Linked DNA regions of Sus scrofa: all the other regions are linked to region 1. A link is a contact called in public HiChIP or PLAC-seq and promoter capture Hi-C data. All regions are on one chromosome and are shown on one strand. The core of a region is the stretch at or near the end of the contact, and the rest is flanking DNA. Distances in the headings are between cores, read along the strand shown.

Region 1 (3,927 bases), core at 729-3,228:
ACCGAACCAGGATACAGTGGAGCGACCCCGAGGCTCTAATTCCACATTTAGAGGATTGTTTTTGGTATCACAGGAAAATGCAAACGACGATGAGATGAGGGAGACAAGTGACGCTGATAAAGCTCAAGCTTCAAGGCCTGAGACTTCCACGACCCCTTCCGCGACCACGAACTACTTTGTTTATATAGTTCTACTGAGTTGTGACTGACCTTCAATAAATTGCACGTTTGAAATGTGTAATTTGGGAAGTTCCCGTGTGGCTCAGCGGTTAACGAACCCGACTAGCATCCATGAGGACGGGGGTTCGATCCCTGGCTTTGCTTAGCGGGTTAAGGATCCGGCGTTGCCCTGAGCTGTGGTGTAGGTCGCAGACACTGCTCGGATCCCTCGTTGCTGTGGCTGTGGTGAAGGCCGACGGCTACAGCTCCCATTTGACCCCTATCCTGGGAGCCTCCATGTACTGCGTGTGCAGCCCTAAAAAGACAAGGGGTTCCCGTCCGGGCTCAGTGGTTAACGAATACGACCAGGAACCATGAGGTTGTGGGTTCGATCCCTGGCCTTGTTCAGTGGGTTAAGGATCCGGTGTTGCCGTGAGCTGTGGTGTGGGCCGCAGATGCAGCTTGGATCCCGCGTTGCTGTGGCTCTGGCGTAGGCCGGCAGCTGCAGCTCCAATTCGACCCCTAGTGGGAACCTCCATATGCAGCAGGATCGGCCCAAGAAATGGAAAAAAATAAATAAATAAAAAATAAAATAAAATAAAAAAGACAAATGAAACGAGTGTGCAATTTGGAATTCCGGGTGTGGTTTAGCAGGCTAAGAACCCGACACTGTCCGTGAGGATGCAGACTTGATCCCTGGCCTCCCTCAGTGGGTTAAGGATACAGCGTTGTCCCAAGCTGAGTTGTAGGTCACAGATGATGTGTGGAGGATCGGTGTGGATGTTGCATGGGCTGGCAGCTGCAGCTCCAATTTGACGTGCATATGGAACTTCCATATGCTGCAGGTGCAGCAGAAAAAAAATAAATACATAAGTTAGTCTGCTTGAATATCAATGGAGGTACATATACAGTCCAAAACCAAAGAGATAATGAACTTAACCACCAGCCACCAAGTGTTCTGCCCCCACCATTGACGTGCTTTCAGTGCACTCACTTTCTGTTTTTGTTTTTGTCCTTGTTGTTGGCCAGCTCTGGCATATGGAAGTTCCCAGGCCATAAATGGAACCCCCTACACATTAGCGACCAGAGCAGCTGTGGTAACAATGCCAGATCCTTAACCCACTGAGCCACAAGGGAGCTCCAGATCAGTGCACTTTCTAGAGTTTATCTAAATGGAAACACAGAACCAGTCTTTTTACCCCTGGCCTCGTTCACTCGCATATTTATTTTGAGATTCATCCACGCTGTTGAATGTGTAACAGCTCGTTATTTTTGACTGCTCAGCGATATTCCATCGTGTGGATGTATCAATCCATCCCTGTTCTAATCTTTTGTCTCTTTTTAAAGAGGATTCAAAAATGACACAGGCTCAGACCCCTGAAAAGCTCTAGATCCTCTCACGGAGAGAGTTAAGACGTCAGACCAGTGGGCGCTGGGTGGGCTGGAAGGGGGCATCCCCGCCACCGGTGGCGAAGGGGCCGAGGGGCCCGGTGCGGGCAGGGGGGTGGGCTGAGCAACGGGGGCGCCGCAGTTTGCCCTTCCGGGCACTGGCCTCCTCACGACCTCGCAGATCACGAGTAAGATGAGACGATCACGCAGCTGATGATGGAGTTTTCGCAGCATCTCATCACGGGAAAAAAAGACGAGAAGGCTCCACACAAATCACGGAGTGCTGTGATGGGTGCTTTGTATTTTTCTGAATTTTCTGGTGCATCAGCAGTAAGCCTAAATCCTGCTTTCTTATTGATAACGTCACAAAAAAGGCAAGGCCCCGCCGGGGGAATGGAAGTCGCGCACGTCCCATTCCCAGCACCACTCCACCAGCCCAGCTCACGCCTGGAACTCCGCGCGTGGTGACGCTCGGCCCGGTCGGCCGGTTCCCCGCCGACGTCAGGGTGCGGAGCCGGAAGTCGAGCGACGGGTGGCGCGGAGTTCTGCCTGCTGGAGGGCTGCCGTTGGAGCCGTTGAGGCGGAGGCGGCGCAGCTCCGCGCACAGAGCTCCAGATGGAATCGGCGCCGGGGCCCGGACCCGGCCTCTGCTACAAGCCGGGCGGGCGGCTGGACATGAGCCACGGCTTCGTCCACCACATTCGACGGAACCAGCTCGCCCGGTACCTCCCCGCCCCGCGCCACCGGCGCCACCCCTGGCCTGGCCTGGCCCGGCCGTCCCTGACTCCCGCTCGGCTCCCCGCAGGGACGACTACGACAAGAAGGTAAAGCAGGCGGCCAAGGAGAAGGTGAGGAGGCGGCACACGCCCGCGCCCACTCGGCCCCGCAAGCCGGACCTGCAGGTGTATCTGCCGCGACACCGAGGTGAGGCCGCCTGCCTCTAGCCCTCTGCCTGAACGCACTCTTCCTTTCTATATGGCAAAAAACAAACAACGAAAAAAAGAAACACACTCCTTAACCCCCAAGGCTCAGTTCATCTCGTCCCTTCCCGGAACTTCCGCCTCGACGCTCTCCAGCTGCCTCTCAGTGGTTCTCCCGGCAGAACAGGGACCCTCAAGACTAGTTAAGCAACACTATTACTGGACATACCTGGGAAGCGGCAGGAAGTTGTCTGCTGGTTTGCCCCCACTATACTGAATTCTCATATTCCCACCATCTAACAGAAAAAAAAAGGTTTGGCACTGTTCTAGACGACCAGGACATACCTGTGACATGAAGCCCAAACCCAGTTAATGACCTTCCCCCTAGCTTCCCACCCCCAGTTTCTCTGCCCTCTAGAGAGAGTTAAACCTACACCGCTAAATTTGTCGAGCCATCCTTAAAGTGTTTTTAGGTGTTAGGTACATCAATTCGTTTAGTTTCAAGAGGATCTCATAAAATGGGAATTTTCACGGGTTTCACAGTCAGGAAAACAGGTACAAACAAAGAGATTGAGTAACTTGCCTGAGATCTCTGAGAAGTAAATGGTAGAGCCTGGCCTGAACCCAGACAGATCCCTATCCACTTCTCTACTATTCTCCAATACTGTAGACAAAATGTGCATTCATGTACCTATTCGGAGATGGCTCTCTTCTGGTCCTGGGGCAGGGATAAAGGTGAATAAAACTGATGGGTGCCATGTTGTGCATACACACACACACATACACATTCTTGGTCCATGAGAAGATTGAGGTTTTGTTGTGTTTAGGGCTACACATGCGGCATATGGAAGTTCCCAGGCTAGGGGTCAGATCGGAGCTGTACCCACTGCCCTACACCACAGCTACAGCACACTGGATCCTAGCCACGTCTTGGACCTACACCAGAGCTCATGGCACTGATCCGAAACCACTAAGCAGGGCCAGGAATCAAACCTGCATCCTTAAGGATCCTATTCAGATTCGTCTCCACTGAGCCATGACGGGAACTCTGCTTGGGGCTTTCTTTATGGCATGTTTTCCTATATCATCTCTGTGCAGGAGCTCCAGCAGCCTTCCCCATATCCCTCTCACTCTGGTTCCATCCTTCCAGATGCCTCTACCCATCCAAGCAACCCAGACTGTGAGGAATCCAGTGAAAGCAGCAGTAGTGGCGGCTCTGAGCCAGAGCCTCCCGGTCATCAGCTCTTCTGCCTAGAATATGAGGCGGACAGCGGAGACATCACATCAGTTATCGTGTATCAGGTATGCCTAGTGGAAACAGCTGCAGCCTGAAGGTCCTGGGCCGTGATGGAAATCACTGCCAGACCCTGAGCCACTGTTTTCCTCAGGGCCAGTGGGAAGTGTCTGCCCCACATGAGGGCACAGACCGCTGGGCGATGCGTTTGAGCACAAGTCCCTCC
Region 2 (3,927 bases), core at 822-3,321, 490 kb before region 1:
GGGAACCTAAAATATTGAGGTAAAAAAGGAAAATTTAATCAAGTCCTGCTTTTATGTGGATAACACCCTAATGACAAAGACTATCCCACTTAAAGCAATTATGACAAATTACGAAACTGAAATCACCATGGCCTTCCATCCCATTTCCTTCAACAATCAGGAATATACCAAATATACGTCCTAATTTAAACTTGGGAGTTGTTGGTATTTAACCTAAAATTAGAATCAGTGGAGTTCCCTTTGTGGCTCAGCAGTAACGAACCTGACTAGTATCCAAGAGGATGTGGGTTCCATCCCTGGCCTCGCTCAGTGGGTTAAGTACATAGCGTTGCTGTGAGCTGTGGTACAGGTTGCAGACGAGGCTTGGATCCTGCATTGCTGTGGCTGTGGCTGGCAGCTGTAGCTCTGATTCAACCCCTAGCCTAGGAACTTCCCATAAGCCGTGATTATGGCCCTAAAAAAAAAAAAAAAAAAGGAAAGAAAGAAAGAAAAAAAAATTTAAAAGAGATAAAGTCTTGAGGAACCAAATCCAAACAGCCCTAAAAAAGAAAAAAAAGATCATTGACCAATGACGTGATTTTAAAATGTTATGATCACACTAAAAAGTAGTCAACCTACCCCAGAGATAAGAAAGGATATATGCTATCTTGTGTATTTCCTTCCTAAATGGCATTGGTTATCACTCAGAAGATTGCCAAGTTGTTACTGGACGATTACTTCCTCTACTGGTTATGTTTGATCTCAGACACCATTTTAAAATTACACTTCCCCGATAGGGATCGACTTTAGGACGGGATGAACTCTTTCAAATTGTGCTGTTTCTCATGACATGTATGTGCAGAACACACACACTGCTGTCTTCTGGATGAATGCTGACAGGTGCTGCTGTTAAAGCAAAAGAAACATGTAGAAAAATATAAACTTTGGGGACTTCCAGGAAAGGAACTGGGATTGAACAGCAGCAGTGAGGCTGCTGCAGTACCAGGTGGAGCGTTTTCTCTTTCGTTGTGAGGAGAGTTGGAGGAGAGTATTATATATAAAACTTATACTGTAAATTAAACATTCCATTCATTCCTCACAACTTTTCAGATGACTATTACTAGCACCCACCTTCACATAAAGGTATTTATCTCCTACCACCTCGCAAAGGAAATGGCAAACGGTGAATTTAAAACTAGGTCGTTTTCAAACTTTTTACAACAAATTCCCGTCTCTCATACTTCCAACAACACCACTGTTTGTACTGAGTGGGAAAAAAACCACACAAATGATACATATGCCAAGCTTTAACAATCACAGCAATCCTATTCAGAACTTTTAGACTTTTCTGTTTTTATGGACACCTAGATGATTTCTTTGGCCAAACAACCAGCATACAACGGAATCCATAATCTGCCTTTAATTTGATAAGACCTGATTTACCCTGGTCCTCTCCGGCGGGTGAAAACAGATAAGGGACGATAAAATTTTTTACTTAAAGCTTGTGGCGGGGTTGCTAATAACCACACTCACTAAAATGCAAGCTCAACAACATCGGGACCCTAATCTTGCCAAGAATTTTAATCCCGGCGTATGCCAAGCAAGCAAAAAATATCCCTTTAAGAAGTGCTTTTGGATCCCTCATTCAAGGACGCGGGATCCACGTGCCGGGCTTCCCCGGTACGCGGCCGCAAGCGCGCGCAATCTTCTCCAGTACCTTGTTCCCCAGCTCTCAGGGGGAAAGAAGATACACAAGGCCAAGTTGATCCCAGGGTCTTTTTCAGGGGTCCTCCAAGTTTCTCTTACCTGCTTCTGGGGGTCCGTCCACATGGACCCACCCGCCGACCCGTCAGAGGTAAGCAAAGCCCGCTGCGGACCCCCAGCCAGCGAGCCGAGGCCACAGCCGCCATCTTTGGTGTCTTCGCATAGCATGCTGGGAAAGCACGCCCTCCACCTTAAGAGGGAGGTGGGCGGGGACTAGCTCGGCTATTGGCTGAGACCGACAAGACGAAAGCCATCGTAAAAAAGGTTTCAAACTCATGGTTTGAAATACTTTATATGGGAAGTTAAAGGCTCTACAAGCCTAATTTTCCTCTAAGACATTTCCAAAAAGTATCAATTCTATGTTTTATATGTCTTCAATCGTTTTCAAGATAAAAGGGAGAACAAGAGTCGTGAAATTATTTTCCTTCCCCCCTCAACAGAAGTAAACTCGTCCATGTACTGCTCCTTCCAGCGAGCATTTCTCCCGCGCAAGCGCAGTTTAAATCACGTGGTGGTAGCGGGCTTGAGGCCCCGTTAAGACCTTACCCGTGGCCGCTGGAATATCTGTCTGGGTAGCAGAGCTTGGAACCGACCTGGAGGATGTTGGGCTCAAAGAACATGCCCTGGCGGCGGCTGCAGGGCATTTCCTTCGGGATGTATTCAGCCGAAGAGCTCAAGTAAGGAGTTGGTGGGGAGCACGCAGAACCTCTTGCGGTCGGGGCCGTAAACTACCGTTTCCAGAAGGTCTTGAGCCCAGTTGCTCCTCTCTGGCCCTGGCTTTCTGGCGCGTGGCCTGCTGGGACTCGTAGTCCCGGGAACGTCTTGCGCTCTCAGGCATTGCCTAGAGCAGAGCGTGGCTGGGGTAGTAGAGTTTGTATGTGGGGAGGTGAAGGTTCCCAGATTGCAGCGTTATCATCTTCCAGTCTTTTTCGCTAATTAGCCAACCTTTGTGGAGTTACTATAATTATCTGACGCGGTTTGCTAAGCACATGATTCTTCTTCTCGTCTATAAAATGGTTATTCTTCAAGGCTCCTTTCAGAAGACAACTTCTCTCTCTTGGGACCTTTCTATATTTTCCGCCTATATACTAAATCAAAAGGGTTCTCTTAAATCATTTTGATCACTGCAGCATTTGACAATCTTCATATTTTCCAGGACCATATTGTCTTTAGATTTTATTTTTGCGACAAGTACTTCTTTCTTACTCCTTTACTCAACCAGTTTATCAACCCACAAACATTTATCCATCATCCCGTTTTTGCCTGGCATTCGTGACACATTGGTGAACAAAGGCTTTGTATTCATAGCTTATCTTAGAATTCTTCTCAGACTCCTTAACTAATTCGGCTTTTCCTTAAATCTTGCAATCCCTCGAGATTCTATTCTTTTTTTTTTTTTTTTGCTTTTTAGGGCCGCACCCAAGGTATATGGAGGTTCCCAGGCTAGGGGTCTAATCAGAGCTATATCTGCCAGTATACACCACAGCCACAACGCCAAATCCCAGCCATGTCTGTGACCTACACCATACTCATGGCAACGCCGGATCCTTAATCCACTGAGCAAGGCCAGGGATTGAACTGCAACCTCAGGGTTACTAGTCAGATTTGTATCTGCTGCTGTGAAACTCCTCAAGATTCTGTTCTGATCATACAGCTTTCTTGTCCTAATTGTCCTGCTTAGACACATTCACCGTTTTCATGATTAATACTCAAATTTAAATCTCCAGCACAAATTTCTTTTCCCTGTTTTTCAGACTCATGTTTTCAGCTGTGTTCTAGACATCTCTACTTGAATTTCACACAGAGGTCTTAAACCTATGAGATACACCAAAAACTCAGCAACAGCCCCTCTCCCCCGCAACGGAGGGAGAACTTGCTCCTCCAAAATAGTGTACCTAGGCTCGTACAAAATAATTACAGTTTTGTGACATGACACAAATTCTAGACCTGTTTCTCCTGACATCTAATTTGCCTATTGGGCCCTTGCTTTGTGTCACCTACATATCTAATTATTCTCTACTCTCCTTTTCATCACTACTATAGCTCTCTTAGATTAGACACTTATCTCTTTTTCTTCCACCTTCCCTGCCCTTATACCAGTCTAGTCCATCCTTTACATTGCTGTTAAAATTAGTGTTGCAGAAGTTCCCTCTGTGGCACAATGGAATCGGTGGTGTCCTTGCA
Region 3 (3,927 bases), core at 386-2,885, 270 kb after region 1:
TCTTCTTTGGGTGGTATATCCTCTTCAGGCTCTGTATCCCCTTCTTCAGTCTCCTTGGGCTCCACAACTTCAGCTGGCTCTAAAGACTTACCTTCTCCCTCCTGCTGGGGAGAAGAGGAGTCCAAGTCCAGTAATCCTTTTTCCACAGGTTTAGTTCTAGGAGACTGCAGAGCTTTGTCAGCTGATGGATTTACAGCAGGCTCCTTGTTATCAGAAGAGGGGTTGGAGATTGGATTGCCGGAGTGGTCTTTGGAAGAAAGCTGCTCCAGTTCCAGTTTGCTAGGGTCCTCAATTGTGGCAGTATGCTCTTCAGATTTCCCCTTGCCAGAGCCATTATTCGTGATGTCCTGCTTCAGTTCCAACTTGTCAGGGTTGCCATCCACAGCAGGGTCCTCAGATGTCGCTCTGTCAGAGCTGTCATTCGTGGAGTGCGGCTCCGTTTTCGACTTGCCAGGGTCAACATTTGTGTTGTTGTTATGGTCGACATTCGTGATATGCTCTTGAGATTTCGATTTGTGAGGGCTGTCATTCGTGGTGTTTGGCTCCAGTTTCGACTTGTCAGGGCTGACTTCCCCGGTGTTTTGTTTCGGAATGGATCTGTCTACTTTGTCTGACTGAGAAGGCAGTTCTGCGGTTACGAGCTTGGAGTCTCCAGTAGACTGACTTACCCTCAGAGTGGGTATTGTGGAGGCTGGCACAGAACTTGACGGCACGGAGTCTGAAACAGAGAAACCAGCTAGCTAAAGAAAGGCAGGCGTGGGAGATCCCGTCCTGGCTCAGTGGTTAACAAATAGGACTAGGAACCATGAGGTTGCGGGTTCGACCCCTGGGCCTAGCTCAGTGGGTTAAGGATCTGGGAGCTGTGGTGTAGGTCGCAGACGCGGCTCGGATCCGTGACTGTGACTGTGACTGTGGCGTAGACCGGCGGCTACAGCTCTGATTAGACCTCTAGCCTGGGAACCTCCGCATGCCGCACCCGCGGCCCTAGAAAAGACAAAAAAAAAAAAAAAAAAAAAAAAAAAAAAGTGAGAGAGGGAGGCAGGCGGGGAGAACGGAATCCTTAGATGGGTTCAACCGGCAAAAAGGGGAGGGGGTGATGGTGAGCGGAAGGATGACGACAGCCGGGCAGGGAGAAAGTAAGGTCAGATTGCCCACCGGTGAGGATGGTGGGCCTGGGGGCGAGAGTGAGATGACGAGAGGCTACTAGAAGGGGGGGGGGGTCTTACCCTCCGCTGCGACGCTCAGCAAGACAAACGCAACCAGGAACCTCATCCTGGACAGACTGCACTTCCGCCCTCTACTGCTGTCGCGAGATGAGCGCGCAGACTCAGTGTTTACCGCTCCGTCCCTTCCGGCTCAAGTCTCTTGCAGCCCCGCCCAGACAGGGGGCGGGGCTTGGGAAAAGGCCAGGGTGCTCCAAGAGAGCCCCGTTTCCTTAGCTCGGTGACGGCGTTTCTCCGTGGCGTGTCTGCTGTCGCCCGTTAAAGGCGTCTCTCTCTTTTTCTGGTTTCTTTGCTTAATAGCAGCCACAGCAAACCGTCACTCTCCCTTTCCTTCTTTGCCCTCCTGATGACGAGACAGTACGGACGAGCAGGAGCTCCCCCGGCGGGTGGACTGCCCCACGGAGTGACGTCGCAGGGGGCCGGGCGCCTCTTGGCCCTATCCTCTGCCCGCAATTCTGCCTTCTACCTTTCTTGTGTTTTTTTGTTTGTTTTTTAGTTTTTTTTCCTGCAGGACACAAACGTGTGGGAATCTGGAAAGAGAAACCTAGCCTGTCACCTTTTAGCGGCAGCCTTCCCGACCCTGCTCCCCTCAGTTCTAGCTCCATGGAACCTGTGCCTTTCGCCATCGCCAAAGCTCTCTCATTAAAAAGTGCATCCTGGGAGTTCCAGTCGTGGCTCAGCGGTAACGAACCCAACTAGTATCCATGAGGATGCGGGTTCCACCCTAGCCTTGCTCAGTGGGTTAAAGATCTGTGAGCTGTGGTGTAGGTCGCAGACTCAGATCCTGCATTGCTGTGGCTGTGGTGTTGACCTGCAGCTGCAGCTCGAATTTGACCCCTAGCTTGGGAACTTCCATAAGCCGTGGGTGAGGGCCCTAAAAAACAAAACAAACATACAAACAAACAGTACATCCTTTTTCTGATGGAAGAACTTAATTATGTTCATTGTAGAAAATTCACTGAATGTGTAGAAGTAGAAAATCTTTGTTCCACCTTTCTGGCATGATCACTACTGTTTTACTGTATGCTTTTTATTTATTTATTTATTTTTTGACCATGCCCCTGGCATGTGGAAATTTCCTAGGCCAGTGATCAAACCTACCACTGCAGTGACTCAAGCCACTGCAGTGACCCAAGCCGCTTCAGTGACAACGCTGGATCCTTAACCCCCTGCACTACAGGGGCGCTCTCATTTTACTGTATTTGTCTTGCAAACATTTAATATTTTTGATTAAGTAATATAGACTGTTGGTTGAAACATCAAAACGGGATTTTTGGAAAAGTAAACAATGGGAAATTCTTGCTTCCTACCTCTCCACATGTTTCCATCTTTTTTTTTTTTTTTAAATACAAATGTACTTATTTTCCCTCTTCTTCTTGTTTACTTTCTCTTCTCATTTCTTTTCTTTTTCTTTTTTTTTTTTTTTTTTTTGTCTTTTTTTTTTTTGCTATTTCTTCGGCCGCTCTCTCGGCATATGGAGGTTCCCAGGCTAGGGGTCTAATTGGAGCCGTAACCACCGGCCTACACCAGAGCCACAGCAACACGGGATCCGAGCCGCGTCTGCAACCTACACCACAGCTCATGGCAACGCCGGATCGTTAAGCCACTGAGCAAGGCCAGGGACCGAACCCGCAACCTTATGGTTCCTAGTCGGATTCGTCAACCACTGCGCCATGGCGGGAACTCCTCTTTTCTTTTTCTTTAGGGCTGTACCCAGGGCTTATGGAAGTTCTGAGACTATGGGTCAAATCAGAGCTATAGCTGCTGGTCTACGCCACAGTTTCAACAATGCAGGCTGCAAGCTGCACGTGCAACCTACATCACAGCTCAGGGCAAGGTCGGATCCTTAACCCACTGAGCAAGGCCAGGGATTGAACCCGCATACTCATGGTTAGTAGTTGGGTTCGTTACCACTGAGCCATGATGGAAACTCCTCTTTTCTTTCTTTCATTTGAGGGCCACACCTCTGGCACATGGAAGTTCCTCAGCTAGGGGTCAAATCTGAGCCACAGCTGCCAGCCCACACCATAGCCACAGCAACACTGGGTCTGAGCTGGATCTGAGACCTATGCCACAGCTTGCAGATGCCAGATCCTTAACCCACTGAATGAGGTCAGGGATCAAAGGCTCATTCTCATGGAGACTGCAAGTCAGGTCCTTAACCTGTTCAGCAACAGTGGGAACTTCCCCTTCTTAATTAGTGTATTTTCATAGGATTCGCTATGCATAATCATTTTCTCTGTAATTGGAATCATTGGGTAAATAGTTTTGTATCCATGGTTTAAAATTACTTTTACAATTATACATTAATTATTGCTCGATATCATTTTATGAACATTGGCCAAGGTAGGTAATTTGTGGACCGTGGTTTTTGAAATGGTAGGCTCTAACTTAATGAAGCATATGATCTAGTATGGCACACAAACATTAAATATTTACACACATGTATGTGCATGTGTGCACGTGTGCACATGCCCTTCCCAAGAAATGCCAAGAAAGAGGAGTTCCCGTCGTGGCATAGCAGAAATGAATCCGAATAGGAACCATGAGGTTGCGGGGTTCGATCCCTGGCCTCGCTCAGTGAGTTAAGGATCTGGCATTGCTGTGAGCTGTGGCATAGGTTGCAGATGTGGCTCGGACCTGTGACTGGTGTAGGCCAGCAGCAACAGCTCTGATTAGACCTCTAGCCTGGGACTCTCCATAT

What was found. Promoter capture Hi-C pulls out the DNA fragments that hold promoters and counts their contacts. HiChIP or PLAC-seq counts read pairs in DNA pulled down with a chosen protein or histone mark.
Region 2: a promoter capture Hi-C map of liver shows a contact between it and region 1, with 6 times the contacts expected there. The contact joins the promoter of POLR1A here to the promoter of USP39 in region 1. A contact is called at or near these places in 2 of 5 promoter capture datasets (fetal liver and liver) and 2 of 2 datasets of contacts at active chromatin or transcription factors (alveolar macrophages and skeletal muscle).
Region 3: a contact with region 1 is called in an H3K27ac HiChIP or PLAC-seq map of alveolar macrophages. The contact joins the promoter of TGOLN2 here to the promoter of USP39 in region 1. A contact is called at or near these places in 2 of 5 promoter capture datasets (fetal liver and liver) and 1 of 2 datasets of contacts at active chromatin or transcription factors (alveolar macrophages).

Annotation. Positions count from the first base shown.
Region 1 is chr3:59,154,619-59,158,545 of Sscrofa11.1, forward strand. It overlaps USP39 (U4/U6.U5 tri-snRNP-associated protein 2), which reads right to left and starts at 1,979. Exons shown (of 13, transcript XM_013987875.2): 1 at 1-1,979. It overlaps C3H2orf68 (UPF0561 protein C2orf68 homolog), which reads left to right and starts at 2,037. Exons shown (of 4, transcript XM_003354742.4): 1 at 2,037-2,269; 2 at 2,353-2,471; 3 at 3,618-3,769. The coding sequence starts at 2,163.
Region 2 is chr3:58,668,306-58,672,232 of Sscrofa11.1, forward strand. It overlaps POLR1A (DNA-directed RNA polymerase I subunit RPA1), which reads left to right and starts at 2,072. Exons shown (of 34, transcript XM_005662406.3): 1 at 2,072-2,420. The coding sequence starts at 2,344. PTCD3 (pentatricopeptide repeat domain 3) reads right to left here and starts at 1,908. Exons shown (of 24, transcript NM_001243030.1): 1 at 1,786-1,908. The coding sequence starts at 1,889.
Region 3 is chr3:59,425,155-59,429,081 of Sscrofa11.1, forward strand. TGOLN2 (a long non-coding RNA gene) reads right to left here and starts at 1,636. Exons shown (of 4, transcript XR_298231.3): 1 at 1,227-1,636; 2 at 1-718.